2 separate regions of the Sus scrofa genome follow, and region 2 is linked to region 1. Evidence: chromatin contacts called from public Hi-C data. All regions are on one chromosome and are shown on one strand. The core of a region is the stretch at or near the end of the contact, and the rest is flanking DNA. Distances in the headings are between cores, read along the strand shown.

Region 1 (6,272 bases), core at 2,576-5,075:
TTAGTAGGCCTTTTCATCTATGTTTCCCTCTGTCTATGGAACATTCTCTCATGCCCACAAAAAAGAAAGCCTCCTCAGGAGGCTCTAACATTCTTCTTTCAACCATCCCCCTCCCCAGCAATACAGTTTTTTTCTTTGTATCTGATAGAATCAAAATCAGATGCGTTGCCATCAGGAGATGATAAACTGTACTCTTGGTGTTTCATCATAATAGCAGGTTTGGGACCAAAGCCAAACAGTGGCAATTTCTTCCCTTCAAAGAAAAATTGCCTTTAAGAATTCAACAAAATTCTCCTCCTTCACACCATCCTCAACAGACCCTTCCCCAACCCATGGTACAATATTTCATGAGGAAGGGTCTTTTTGTAGAATATCTAGAGTATCTCCATATTTCACATCAATGCATTTGAGGCCTTGGAAAAAATTTTACAACTTAAGTAGAGGCTTTAGGAAATCATTTCAGAGTCAAGGATCAGATAAAATGAAGGTGAAATCTGGCCGTGAATCGGAAGTTTTCTAATGTGAGAAAAACGAATGTATACATGTATGTGTAACTGGGCCACTATGCTGTACAGTGGAAAATTGACAGAATACTGTAAACCAGCAATAATGGAAAAAAGTAAAAAATCATTATATATATAAAAAAGAGCACATTTACAAAACAAAACAGAACAAAACAAGGAAAGGTGGAAGAAAGACTCCACTGCCTTGCTCTATAAGCCAGAGAGAGTTGATCTGGAGCTACAGACAATTCCAGGGCTTCCTTAGGAGGTGAGATTTGAAGTTTGATCATTTCTGCAGACCTCCACAAGAGTGCGTAGCACTTCTGAAGCTGTAGTAAACACTGATTGTGTCCCTGCTGTAGATGTACTATAGGGCTCTTCAGAGAAAGAATTTTCTCAGATGGAGGGTTTTTTTCATGGCAGCGAGCCCACCAGGACAAAATGATTGTTCCCTCTACTTCCTGTACTGCAATCAGTGTATTGAGAGCTGTGTGCACTCGCTACCACCATCAGTCATCATCATCTAATGGAGATAATGGTGACGGTGACAGTGATGGCAGTGACGGAGATGAGTGAAGAGGGTGATGGTGGTGGAAGTGGGATGGTAATGGAAGCGGTGATGGGGATGTGGGAGCGGTGGTGATGGTAGTGGGGTGGTGGTAGGTGGAGGTGTGGTGATGCTTGTGGTTGTGCTATTGGTGCTGGAGTAGAGGTGATGACGGTGTGAGAGTGATAGTGACAGTGGCAATGTGGTAGAGACAGTGGTAACGCTGATGTAGAAACAGTGGTGACAGCAATGGCAGTGGAGACTATGGTGACAGTAGGGGTGACAATAGTGGTAGTGGTGATGTTGATGACAATAGTAACAGTCATGATGACGGCGGCAGTGATGGTAATGGGTTAATGGTGGTAAATACAGGGTTAAGACTGGTCTTGTGCCGAGATTACATTCCTGTTCCGAGGGCTGCAAGATCCTAGAATTCACTGCTGTGCTTCCTTCCTGAGGCTTCACAGTAATGGGGGAGGGGAGGCTTCTTCCTTCTATCATTCAAAACGTATTGATTCGGCATCTGTGTTCTGGGCACTGTTCAAGGTACTGATGATACAGCCGTAAGCAGAACAGACAAAACTCCCTGCTCTCAAAGAATCTCTATTTTAGCCAATGAGACAGACAATAAACCAAACAGATCAATAAAATATGTAATATGTAGGGTGATGATAAGCCCTAAAGAGATAAGCCCTAAACAGCCCAGAATGGGAGATGAGTGTAAGCAGGGCTGGGCTGTGTACATGTATGCACATGTGTGTGTGTGTGTTTGTGAGAGAATGGTAGCTTGTATGACTGTTCAGCAAATATTCCCTCTCTTCCCCCTCCCAGTGTGGACAGAGTATACGTCCCTAACTCAATAATTTGGGTTTGCTCATGCGATTTCCTCTGACCAATAGCACATTCATGGATTAGAAAATGTGCCAAAGATCGTACACTGGCTATATCATTTGGCTTGCCTCTTGTCCTTGATGATAGATCGAGAGAAGAGCATGCACTGGGTAGCCACTGCCCCTTCATTCTGAGGCTCTACACAAGCACACAAGGAGCAGACCTAACACCCCTTGCATCCTTACAGCGGAGCTGACCGGCTCATCCCAGAGGGATCAAGTCTCAGTGAAACACGTGAGTATGGAAATAAATGCTCATTGGAAGCCACGCGTTTAGAGATGGTTTACTAGGTAGCCTAACTGGGGCAATAGATGATGAGCATGGAGCAGCCGTGATTTTAAGTAAGGTGATCAGGGAAGGTCTCCTTGGGGACATGGCACCAGAAAAAAGAGCTGAATGAGGTGAAGCAACAAATCCTGCCGGCAACTGGTGGAAGATCATTCTGGGCAGAAGGAACAGCAAGGGCAGACGGAAGCTCTGCGGTGGGAAGAGAAAGGGCATGTTCAAGCGAGGAGGCCACTATGTCTGAAAGAACATACGAGAGGGGCAAAGGAACAGGAGATGAGAGCCGAACGGCACAGGGCTTTGTGGGTCAAACTAAAAATAGTGGGGAGCCATCGGGGGGTTGTGAGAAGAATAGTGACTCAGTGTGACTTGTATTTTGAGAGGCTCCATCAAGCTCTTGGGAAGTAAAAGTGGGAGGCAGCTGCCAAAACCCCAGGGAGAGATGCCTATGGCTAGGATGGGGCACGACGCAAGGGTGGGCAGCAGTGGTGGCTGCTTATCCCAGACCCCTTCTCCTCCCACACCAGTGGCCGAAGAAGCTGAGGCCATTAGGGTTGGGTTCAGCGGTACTTACTGCTCACGGAGCCAGGATGAAAGACCCTCCTCCCACCTCGGCAAACTGTTGCTTAGCACAGGGAGCGTCGCCACTCCATCCTCTCTTGTGTGTGGGGGGGTGTCTGAGTGACTCAGGAAAGGAGAATCTTTTCAGAACAGCTCAGGCAGACACAAATACAGCCTGACAGCCCAGCCACTGTCTCTTGTGTGCGCGGATCCTTCCCGCTTTGTCCCAGTTGGCAACACGCCTTTCACTCCAAGCATCAGATGAAGAGCCTGCCTACACCCCGGGGGCCCTGCTGGCTGCTCTTCATGGTTCCCGGTGACACCAACAGGCCTGGGAGGCCTATGTTCTCAACCTCCTTATTCTCGGAGGCTCTATTTGAAATGAATTTGCCCGGCCCGGGCATCAAATAACCCCCTACTTCCTTTGGTACCACATCGTCCCGAACCAGCTGCTTCTCTACTTGGCCTTGAACTTCTGTGCAGTCATCAAAAAGGCAGATCAGTCCAGCATTTTCCAGATAGTGTAGTAGACATGACACTTTTCTTCAAGTCTCATCTGATTAAACGGGAACATAGGTAAGGGTGTGTGTGTGTGTGTGGTTGTGTGCATGTGGGTGTGCAAGGAGGGGATACTGCACAGAATATTGATTTGAGTTTTATCCAAAAAAATTTGACTAGTATTATCTGAATATGACTATTTAAGCTTGTGTTCTCTCTCTTTTTTTTTTTTTTTAACTTGGCTCAAGTTCAAGCACTCACCGAATACGGTTTAGAAAAGAATTTTTTCCAAGCCAAAAATGGCCTAAGATAAATGCATCTCTCTGTAAGAATATTTTAAAACATTAGCAAATTGAACCAAATTGGCCCCAGTCCTTCCTTTCTTATTTTGTCAAGTGACCTCTATGAAAAAAAGAGAAAATGCAGCAAAAAGGTATCAGAGCAGCTAAATCCTTTGTTTCCTACTAGTGAATCACCATGTTTGGAGAACTTTGTTCTGATCTTCTGTAGCCATGGATATGAGTCCATTTGGCTGGATTTAATGTCAACCTCAGAGCCTTTGGCTGCAGGTTACCATGAGAACAAACTCCACCCCAGCGAAGGGAGGAAGAGGCGGTTTTCAACAAGAGAAAAACTCCAGACAGAAGTGTTTTTTCGCTTTGGGGAAGGAAAGTTAACTCCGTCAAGGATCTAAGCAGATACTTGAGGGGGTCACAAGATCGTGTGCCAGCGTCGGAGTGGGCTGGGACTGGAGAGGGGGCTCCAGGAGCACCAGTTGAGCCACCCAAGTTCACAGATGAGGAAACTGAGGCCCAGTGTTGGAGGTTGCCAAATCTGGTCCCTGGTACCGTCCTTGGGAGGCAGAGGTGAAGTTCTCAATGCAGTTCAGTCACAAATATAAACAGCTGATGAGAGAGGTGGACGCAGTGCTCATGACAACCACAGTGAATGATGTAAAAGGTCACAGTGGGGGCTGCCTTTGTGGCGGAGTGGTTAACGAACCCGACTAGCATCCATGAGGACGTGGGTTCAATCCCTGGCCTCGCTCAGTGGGTTAAGGATCTGGCGTTGCCGTGAGCTGTAGTGTAGGTCACAGACGCGGCTCAGATCCCACGTTGCTGTGGTCGTGGCCGCTACACCTCCGATTTGACTCAGCCTGGGAACCTCCATATGCCACAGGTGTGGCCCTCAAAGACCAAAAAAAGAAAGAAAAAATCACTGTGGGTGTCCTATCTGTCTTGAGCTCAGGATGTGTGAAGATTGGATAAAATGTGGAAGCTGGGCCCCTGGCCTGTTTGGATCCTCTTCAAGGGCTGTATGTGAGAACAAACCCAAAGTATAAGGCTGGCTGAAAAAGAAAAAGGCACTGGCTGGCTCCCCTCAGCTGATGGCATCTGCTAGCATTAAGGAAGCACCGCCTGCCTCGTAGCCCTCACAGCCTGGTTTCCTCAGCTCCTACCTTCCCTCCAACTGTATTTCTCCAGCCTTTAATTGGCTGCTGCCCCTGTAAATGACCCTGAGATTTTTGCATATTCTCTCATTCTAATCACTTAGCAGAACAAATCTCAGGGAGAGACGAGTTCAGTGATCTGCCCAAGGTCACAGAGCTTGAGGACACAGAAGCAGGCCTCTGAGACAAGGAATCCAGGGCTTTCTCCACCAACTCTGCCGCCCACCAGAAAAAATCTGACACAGTGCTAATTGGATGGCACCGTTTAACGCTAGAAATGGTTAACAAGTAGAAATGCCACGAAAATGCATAGGTAAGGACAATCTGTGAGTACAACAAGTGAGGAAAATAGTTACTGAAAGTTAGGAGAGAGACCAAACCATCAACAAAAGGAAAACACAGATAATTACTTGATGATCTGGACAGGCGGTCAACAAAAGGAGGAAACTGAATGGTGCCGGCCATAACTGCTGTTAGATCATGAACCCGAGCTGGCCAAGCAGTCAAGGGCCAAGAGAAATACAGAATTTTGTAAAGGAAGGCCTTCGCTTATAAAAGGCAAAACTAATAAAATGTGCAAGTTTGAGATGGGCTCCTTTTATGAAAAAAAATTACACCCTCCCCCATGTGATTGCAAGAAAAAAGAAAAAACCTCTGATTATCTTAGGCAAAGGGAGGAATTAATTAGCAGGCTAGCAAGGACTAACAGATTCAATGAAAAGCTAGAGGAGAAGGCTGGGGACAACCAGCAGGACACGAGGGGGCTACTGGAGTAACAGGAAACACAGCCAAAGCCCAAAGGCCTCAGATACAGCATTTTCCCTGTTTCTGCTACCACTGCTATCTATCTGATTCTGAACTTTCCCTCCATCTTCTGCCCCTTGTTTAAGATTCAGTATCCCAGGACCAAGCGTCTCATTGTCTTTAAACCTTAGTGTAGCAGGGGGCAGACAAAAGGAAGAGCTGTCCCTCTTGCCTTCCATAATTGCCTTCCAGAGGCTGAGATGGCTACTGCCCTTCTACTAAGACCTTGCCCAATGGTGATATATTAGTTGGGTAATACTAGCTGCTGTAACAAACCCCAAGGTCTAATGGCTTAACACAAGAGAAGTGTCTTCTCCAGGCAGGTAACTGTCCAACACAGATATTCCTGGTTGGCAGTCAACCTTCCCAGGACTATGCACCACCCAGGCTCCTGCCATACTGTGGCTCCACCCTCCTCTTGGGCCATGGAGTCATTTGCATTCAGCTGGACAATGGCTAAAGACCATGAAGGCACACCCACTGCTTGAGCTTCTTGACCCAGAAGTGACATACATCACTACTGCTCCCATTCCACGGGTGAGAACCAGTATGGTGGCCTCAACTACAGGTAAGGTGGTTTGGGAAATGTAGCCCTAGTAGGCTGATGTTGCCAATCAGTGATTCCACACTCTGCAAATGGGAGTTCACATCTTCTGTGGATAAAACATGTCTGTTAGGGGAGACCTCCTACATAGCGAGATGGAAGGAGGGGCAACAGGAAGGGAGAGGGGAG
Region 2 (6,272 bases), core at 954-3,453, 1.1 Mb before region 1:
GTGCCTGTCCAGCTAGCAAGTCCCCAGATTTCCAAATCTGCCCTTTATCAGACATCAGAGAGGGTGATGGTGGGGCAAGGATCTATCCCCTGAGTGGCTCTGCACCTTCCCCCATCCACCTTGGGAGTTTAGCTGGATGGGGATGGAAGGTAAAGGGTGGGGCCTTGCGAAGCTCGGGTGCAAAGGAGAGCAAGCAGGTCCAGACCCTGGGAACTGGACGAGGTTCCTGTCTGGAGCAACGTGGGTTATGAAGAGCCAGAGGGACAGATGTAATCAATCACTGGAGACGCCACTGGAAAAACCGAATATAGACATTTGTTTCAAAGGTCAGAGATAGAATCTATATTGTCTTGCAAGGCTAAGAGTTACAAGTCAGAGGGAGACCAAACTTGGATGAAAGGCAAGTCAGGGAGAAGTGAGAGGGACCCAGGACCATCGTCGTGGCTGGTGTAAGATATTCGTTTCCATAACCACAGTAGAGTGATGAAGAGCATAGTTCAAACTCTGGCTTAGCCACTTCCCAGATGACCTCACTTTACTCATCTAAGTGAGATGAACTAGTGAGTTCACTAACTTACTTGAGCTTCTCTGAAGTTCTTTTTGAATAGAATTTCTAGATAGAAACAACTGAGGTGTATATGTTGGTATATGTTGGTTAGGTCCTTTCTGGGCATACATGCAGTAGGCAAGCACATCGACCTTTAGCACTTGGTGCATGGAAACTTCAAGGAAGGATCAATTGAAGTAATAACATATTTGGCATACTGGCTTTCTCAGCTCATTACCGTCAATTGCTATTTAAGAAAATGTTTATTGCTTCTAAAGAAAATGTTTTTAAAATGCTGTTTTTGTCTTTTTACGGCCGCACCTGCAGCATATGGAGGTTCCCAGGCTGGGGTCGAATTGGAGCTGCAGCCACTGGCCCAGGCCACAGCCACAGCAACTTGGGATCCAAGCCGCGTCTGCCACCTACACCACGGCTCACAGCAACGTGGGATCTCCAACTCACTGAGCGAGGCCAAGGATCGAACCTGTGTCCTCATGGATGTCAGTCGGGTTCATTAACCACTGAGCCACAATGGGAACTCCAAGAAATTTTTAAAAATTTTAATGAGAGAGAGGTAAACTCCTTCTCTTGGCGCTTATGATTTAAATACGTCCTGCCCTCTTTCTAATTATCAGCCCTGCGAGTTTCCTTCCCTTTCCAGCTCTTGAACCTACATTGGTTCTTTCTTGGGTTACAGGTCTTCACTATCTTGGAAAAGCCTTTCACCGCCTCTAATTACCATCCCCTTTCTCCTTGTACTTGCCCACTTCTTGAGCATAAGGTCAATATTCACTATAACAGATAACCATGCTACCAACACCTAGATTTAACAGATGCTAATATTTAACAAACCTTGCTTCAGAAATCTTAAAAAAGAAAATTAAAACATTAGAGGGGACAGTTAAAGCCTGTCCCCCCCCAAATGTACTAGCCCCTCCCCTGTTATCTCCAGAGGTCACCACTGTCCTCACTCCCAAGAATGCCTGTACTTTTAACAATATATGTAGATTGCCATAATGTGCTTTACAAATATCATATTGTATCTATCTGTTCCACTGTGCCCTTTTTTCCACCGAAGATTTTGTTTTTGAGATTTGTTCATTAGGCTATTGTCGCAGTTGAATCCATCAGTCCCTGTGAGAAAGAGATGGGGAGAAGGAACTCTTTCTGGAGGTGAGGAGGGGTTCCTTTGCTGCCTGGGAGTGACCTTTATTTCAAAGCAAGGAGACGAACTAAAGGCATCATGATGGTGAAATGCGTCGCCTCCTAAGAGCATCTGTGTTATAAGCAGTACTTTAAATGGCTGGGGTTCTAACAATAGATTTTAAGAGGCAATTTGAGAGAAGCTTTCTGACACTTCACATACAAAAGCAACTTTTTTCCCTCCCGTCCAGAGGACAGTCCTTCTCGTCTTTTTTTACCACTCCCTCCACAAGATTATTATATTTTTCCTCATTCAGAAGAGTTCCTAATCTTCTTACCTTGGAGATGTCGATTTTAAAAAGGCCCCCATCTAGCCGGTGATTGCTGTGTTCCGTCCTGCCGGTTTCCCGGGCTTCCTCAGGGCTGCAGGAAAATCAGTTGCTTTTCGTGTTGTCCCACAGTGCCACCTGCTGCACTGAGCGAGGCATCGCAGGCTCCTTTAGCATGTATTTTACAAGAGCAGTTTTTTTCTTAAAGGGGCCGAGGATCATTTCGGTTTGGTTTGCTTTGTTTTCGAACGCGGATGAACGTCTGCACTGCTACATAATTGAGAACATGTCCAAAGCCTTTGAGGGCTAAGAGGACATTGTCCAAGGAGTGGATTCTATCTCGGGGAGCCTGAGTCTGAGATCTTGCATTTCTAATAAGCTCTCCGGTGACGCCAGCGCCCCTGACCTAGGACTACATTTGAGTAACGAAGGATTAGAATAAAGCGCAGGGGACTTCTACAAATAACCCTCCTTGGAGATGTAGATTTAAAACACAATCCAGCACAAGATTGCAGTCTGATTTTTTTTTTTTTTTTTTCCTCCGGGGCTTTCCACCTAGCGTCACAGAAAAACAGTCACTTAGAGTTGTCCCACAGTGCCATCTATTGTCCGAGAGAAGCAGGCAGCTGAAAGTTAATTTTCCGTCTGCAGTGCTTCATCAGGGGAGTTCCTTCCCTGGAAGGGAACCAAGACTATTTGTTCTTTGGTGTGTTTTGTTTTGTAACACTAATAAGCCTCTGAAGTTCTCTATCGCTAAAATTTCAAAAAAACCTAAAAGTTCTTTAGGAGCATTTAAATAAGAGTTTTAGAATTTCTTTGAGCACTTGAATGTTGAATGATCTAAAAAAATTTTTTTCTTCTTCTTTTTCAGCTGCACACGAGGCATATGGAAGTTCCTGGGCCAGGAATGGAATCTGAGCCATAGCTGCCTCAGCTGCGACAACACTAGATCCTTAACGCTAGTGCCACAGCAGGAACTCCCAAAGTTTTGATTTTTATTGTCTTCATTTGATGGTGCCAGAAATGGGGTTTTCATTCAATAAGGCTGTTGGGGGAGGAAAAATAATTTTCTTCTACCCTCCTAGGTTCTTACCGAGACCTTCCTATAACAAAACACAGATCAACATGAGAAAAAATAAACAGAAGTTCACTTTATTTTGTTTGTTTGTTTTTTTATGGTTGTACCTGTGGGATGGATATGGAGGTTCTCAGGGTAAGGATGTAATTGGAGTTGTTGCTGCCAGCCTATGCCAGAGAAGCAGCAACGCCAGTTTCTTAACCCACTGAGTGAGGCCAGGGATCGAACCTGTAACCTCATCATTCCTAGTAGGATTCGTTTCCGCTGCGCCGCGACGGGAACTCCAGCAGTATAATAATATATGTCCTCCTATATACTTGGGAGAGACCCAGAAAAAAATGAGTAACTCTTGGAAATGGCCAAGCCATCACTTTAAATACCATCTCTAGCTAGAGACAAAAGAAGATGTTGGTGGGGGCAGGTTATTAGGCAGAGCCTAATCAACAAAGGTAAGAATGTCATGCAGATTTTAAGTCCAAGCCTCCTCAATTGGTAAATTTTTCTAGAGATTGAGAGTCCTCTTCTTCCTGGTAAGGGAGACACCCTTACAAATGGAGATTTCCCTTATACATGTAAATGTCTCTTCTGAGGAGGTAACTTCTACTGGATTTTCAGAGCATTTCTGTGTTTGCTGATTTCTTAAAAATAACAAGCTCAGGAGTTCCTGCAGTGGGTTAAGGACCCAACATTGCCACAGCTGCAGCTCAGATTCGATCCCTGGCCCCAGGAACTTCCATATGCCACAGGTGTGGCTGAAAAAGAAAAAAAAGGCGTGAAAATAATCCTTATGCCAAAGGGGCGTATTTGGGGGTAACATATTCTGCTCCCCTTCAAGACTTTCATTGCGCCAGTATTTTTAGAGCATCTTTTGGGAGCAAAGCTCTGTGCCTAGGCCTCTGCAGGGATTTGTAGGTAATGAGAGCGCTCCAGGGATGGGGCAGGAGCAGTACAAAATGCGGGTGGGACATGAGGGAGCTGCTGGGAGAGACAGCTCCGAGAGGCTTCTTGGTGCTGCTTGGGGACAGAGACCACGTCTCTCCTTTCTAGGTCTGGAAAGTAATCAGCTCTAGCAGGAGCATCTCTAGGCCACACCCAGCATCGGGGCACCAACCAGAAAGCCCCACCTTCCAAAGCCTCAGCTGCCGCTTTGAGTCAGGGCTCTCTGGTCTGCAAAACCCCCCTTGTATTTTGTGCAGGGGCAGTGAAAGTGCCTTCCTTTCCACTTGTCACAGGGCACAAGTTCAGAATTGCTTTGGGGTAAACTCCTGTAGAGTTTATAATAAAACCATTTTTCCACTTAAAAAACAAACAGGAGTTCCCGTCGTGGCACAGTGGAAACGAATCCGACTAGTAACCATGGGGTGGCAGGTTCAATCCCTGGCCTCGCTCAGTGGGTTGAGGATCTGGCGTTGCCATGAGCTGTGGTGTAGGTCATAGAATTGCTGTGGCTCTGGCGTAGGCCAGCGGCTACAGCTCTGATTGGACCCCTAGCCTGGGAGCCTCCATATGCCCCTCCCAGGGTTAGGGTTAGGGTTAGGTTCCTAAGGGAACAAGGCCACGAGATAGATTTGAGTGATCAGTTACTTTCTGGGGGTTATTCCTCACATAGCCAAGGCTCTGTCACTGCACCAGTTTTGATCCTCTGGACCTGTAGGATGAATTTGTTCCTAGGAGGCTCCTCAAGCTGTGCCTAGGCTCATGCCCTTTCAGTTGCAAGAGTCAGACCCCTAAGTCAACTGGCTTAAGCAAAAAAAGCGACTTGAGTTGGTGGGAAATTTGGGGATGAACTTCAGGCATGGATGGATCCAGAGCCCCACAGAATGTTAACAGGGCTTTCTCTATTTCTGACCCTTAGCTCTGCTTTTTCCTTTGTTTGGCTTCCTTCTCTCCCAGTTTGTAAGGGCTTCCTCCATGTAGTTGGGAATATAACCAGCAAAACCTTCAGGCTTATCTCATTGCAGCTTGAGATCCAAGGAAAATGGGAGTGGCTCTCATTTCCAGCACCCACGTATGTGATTCTCAGAGATGCATTCTAACAAGCCTACTCTGAATCCTGTGTCTGTCCCTTGGACCAATCAGTGACTAAGAGGATGGCTGGTGAATCAAGTGCTGCAGTAGCCTGCCTCCGCGAAGGCCCCCAATGATCCCCACCGCTTGGTATTAGGGCTCTTGTGTAATGTGCCCCCACTTTATGTCAGGCTGGTCTGTGCAGCCAATAGGAAAAGGCAGATGTACTGGTATGAGAATTTAAAAAAATAATAAATTTATTTATTTGTTTATTTATGTCTTTTTAGGGCTGCACCTGAGGCATATGGAAGTTCCCAGGCTAGGGGTCCAATCAGAGCTGTAGCTGCTGGCCTACACCACAGCCACAGCACCTCGGCATCTGAGCCAAGTCTGCGACCTACACCACAGTTTACAGCAATGCCGGACCCTTAACCCAAGGCCAGGGGTGGAACCTGCATCCTCATGGATACTAGTCGGGTTCATTACCACTGAGCCACAGTGGGAACTCCTGGTGTGTGACTTGTTTTTTTTTTGTTTGTTTGTTTGTTTTGTCTTTTTGCTATTTCTTTGGGCCACTCCCATGGCATATGGAGGTTCCCAGGCGAGGGGTCAAATCGGAGCTGTAGCCGCCAGCCTACACCAGAGCCACAGCAACGCCAGATCCAAGCCGCGTCTGCAACCTACACCACAGCTCAAGGCATCGCCGGATCCTTAACCCACTGAGCAAGGGCAGGGACCGAACCCGCAACCTCATGGTTCCTAGTCGGATTCGTTAACCACTGCGCCACGACGGGAACTCCTGGTGTGTGACTTCTGATGCCAAGTTATGGAAGGCCCCGAAGCTTCCTCTTGGGCTTTTCCTTGGGTCAGTCCATCTGGGAGAATCCAGCTGCGTGTCCTGAGGAGAGCCCCATGCGGTGAGGAACTGACGTCTTTGGCCAACAGCCCGCAAGGAACTGAGGCCTTCCTGCGAACAGCCACGTGAGTGAGCTTGAGAGCAGATACTCCAGCCCCAGTCTAGCCTTTAGATGGCTGTAGTCCTGGCCAATATCTGGACTGCTCCCTCATGAGACACCCTGAGCCAGAGCTACCTGGCTAAGCCACTTCCAAATTTTTGATCCATAGAAATTGTGAGATAATAAATGTTTGCTGCTGTAAGCTACTAAGT

What was found. Hi-C and Micro-C count contacts between places; a contact is called where the count stands out from the background.
Region 2: a Hi-C map of omental adipose tissue shows a contact between it and region 1, with 1.6 times the contacts expected there. The contact joins the promoter of CDKL5 here to the enhancer-like site in region 1. A contact is called at or near these places in 6 of 47 Hi-C or Micro-C datasets (embryonic fibroblasts, heart right ventricle, mesenteric adipose tissue and 3 more).

What each region holds. Positions count from the first base shown.
Region 1 is chrX:13,772,839-13,779,110 of Sscrofa11.1, reverse strand. No RefSeq gene overlaps it. Among named protein-coding and RNA genes, the nearest start is that of NHS, 79 kb to the left of the region's middle. Within about 2 kb of position 3,825, at least 3 of the 83 cell types and tissues checked have an H3K27ac peak or open chromatin away from gene starts, as enhancers often do. A contact at or near this core is called in omental adipose tissue, where this site is marked.
Region 2 is chrX:14,854,757-14,861,028 of Sscrofa11.1, reverse strand. CDKL5 (cyclin-dependent kinase-like 5) reads right to left here and starts at 2,203. Exons shown (of 19, transcript XM_021080550.1): 1 at 2,029-2,203.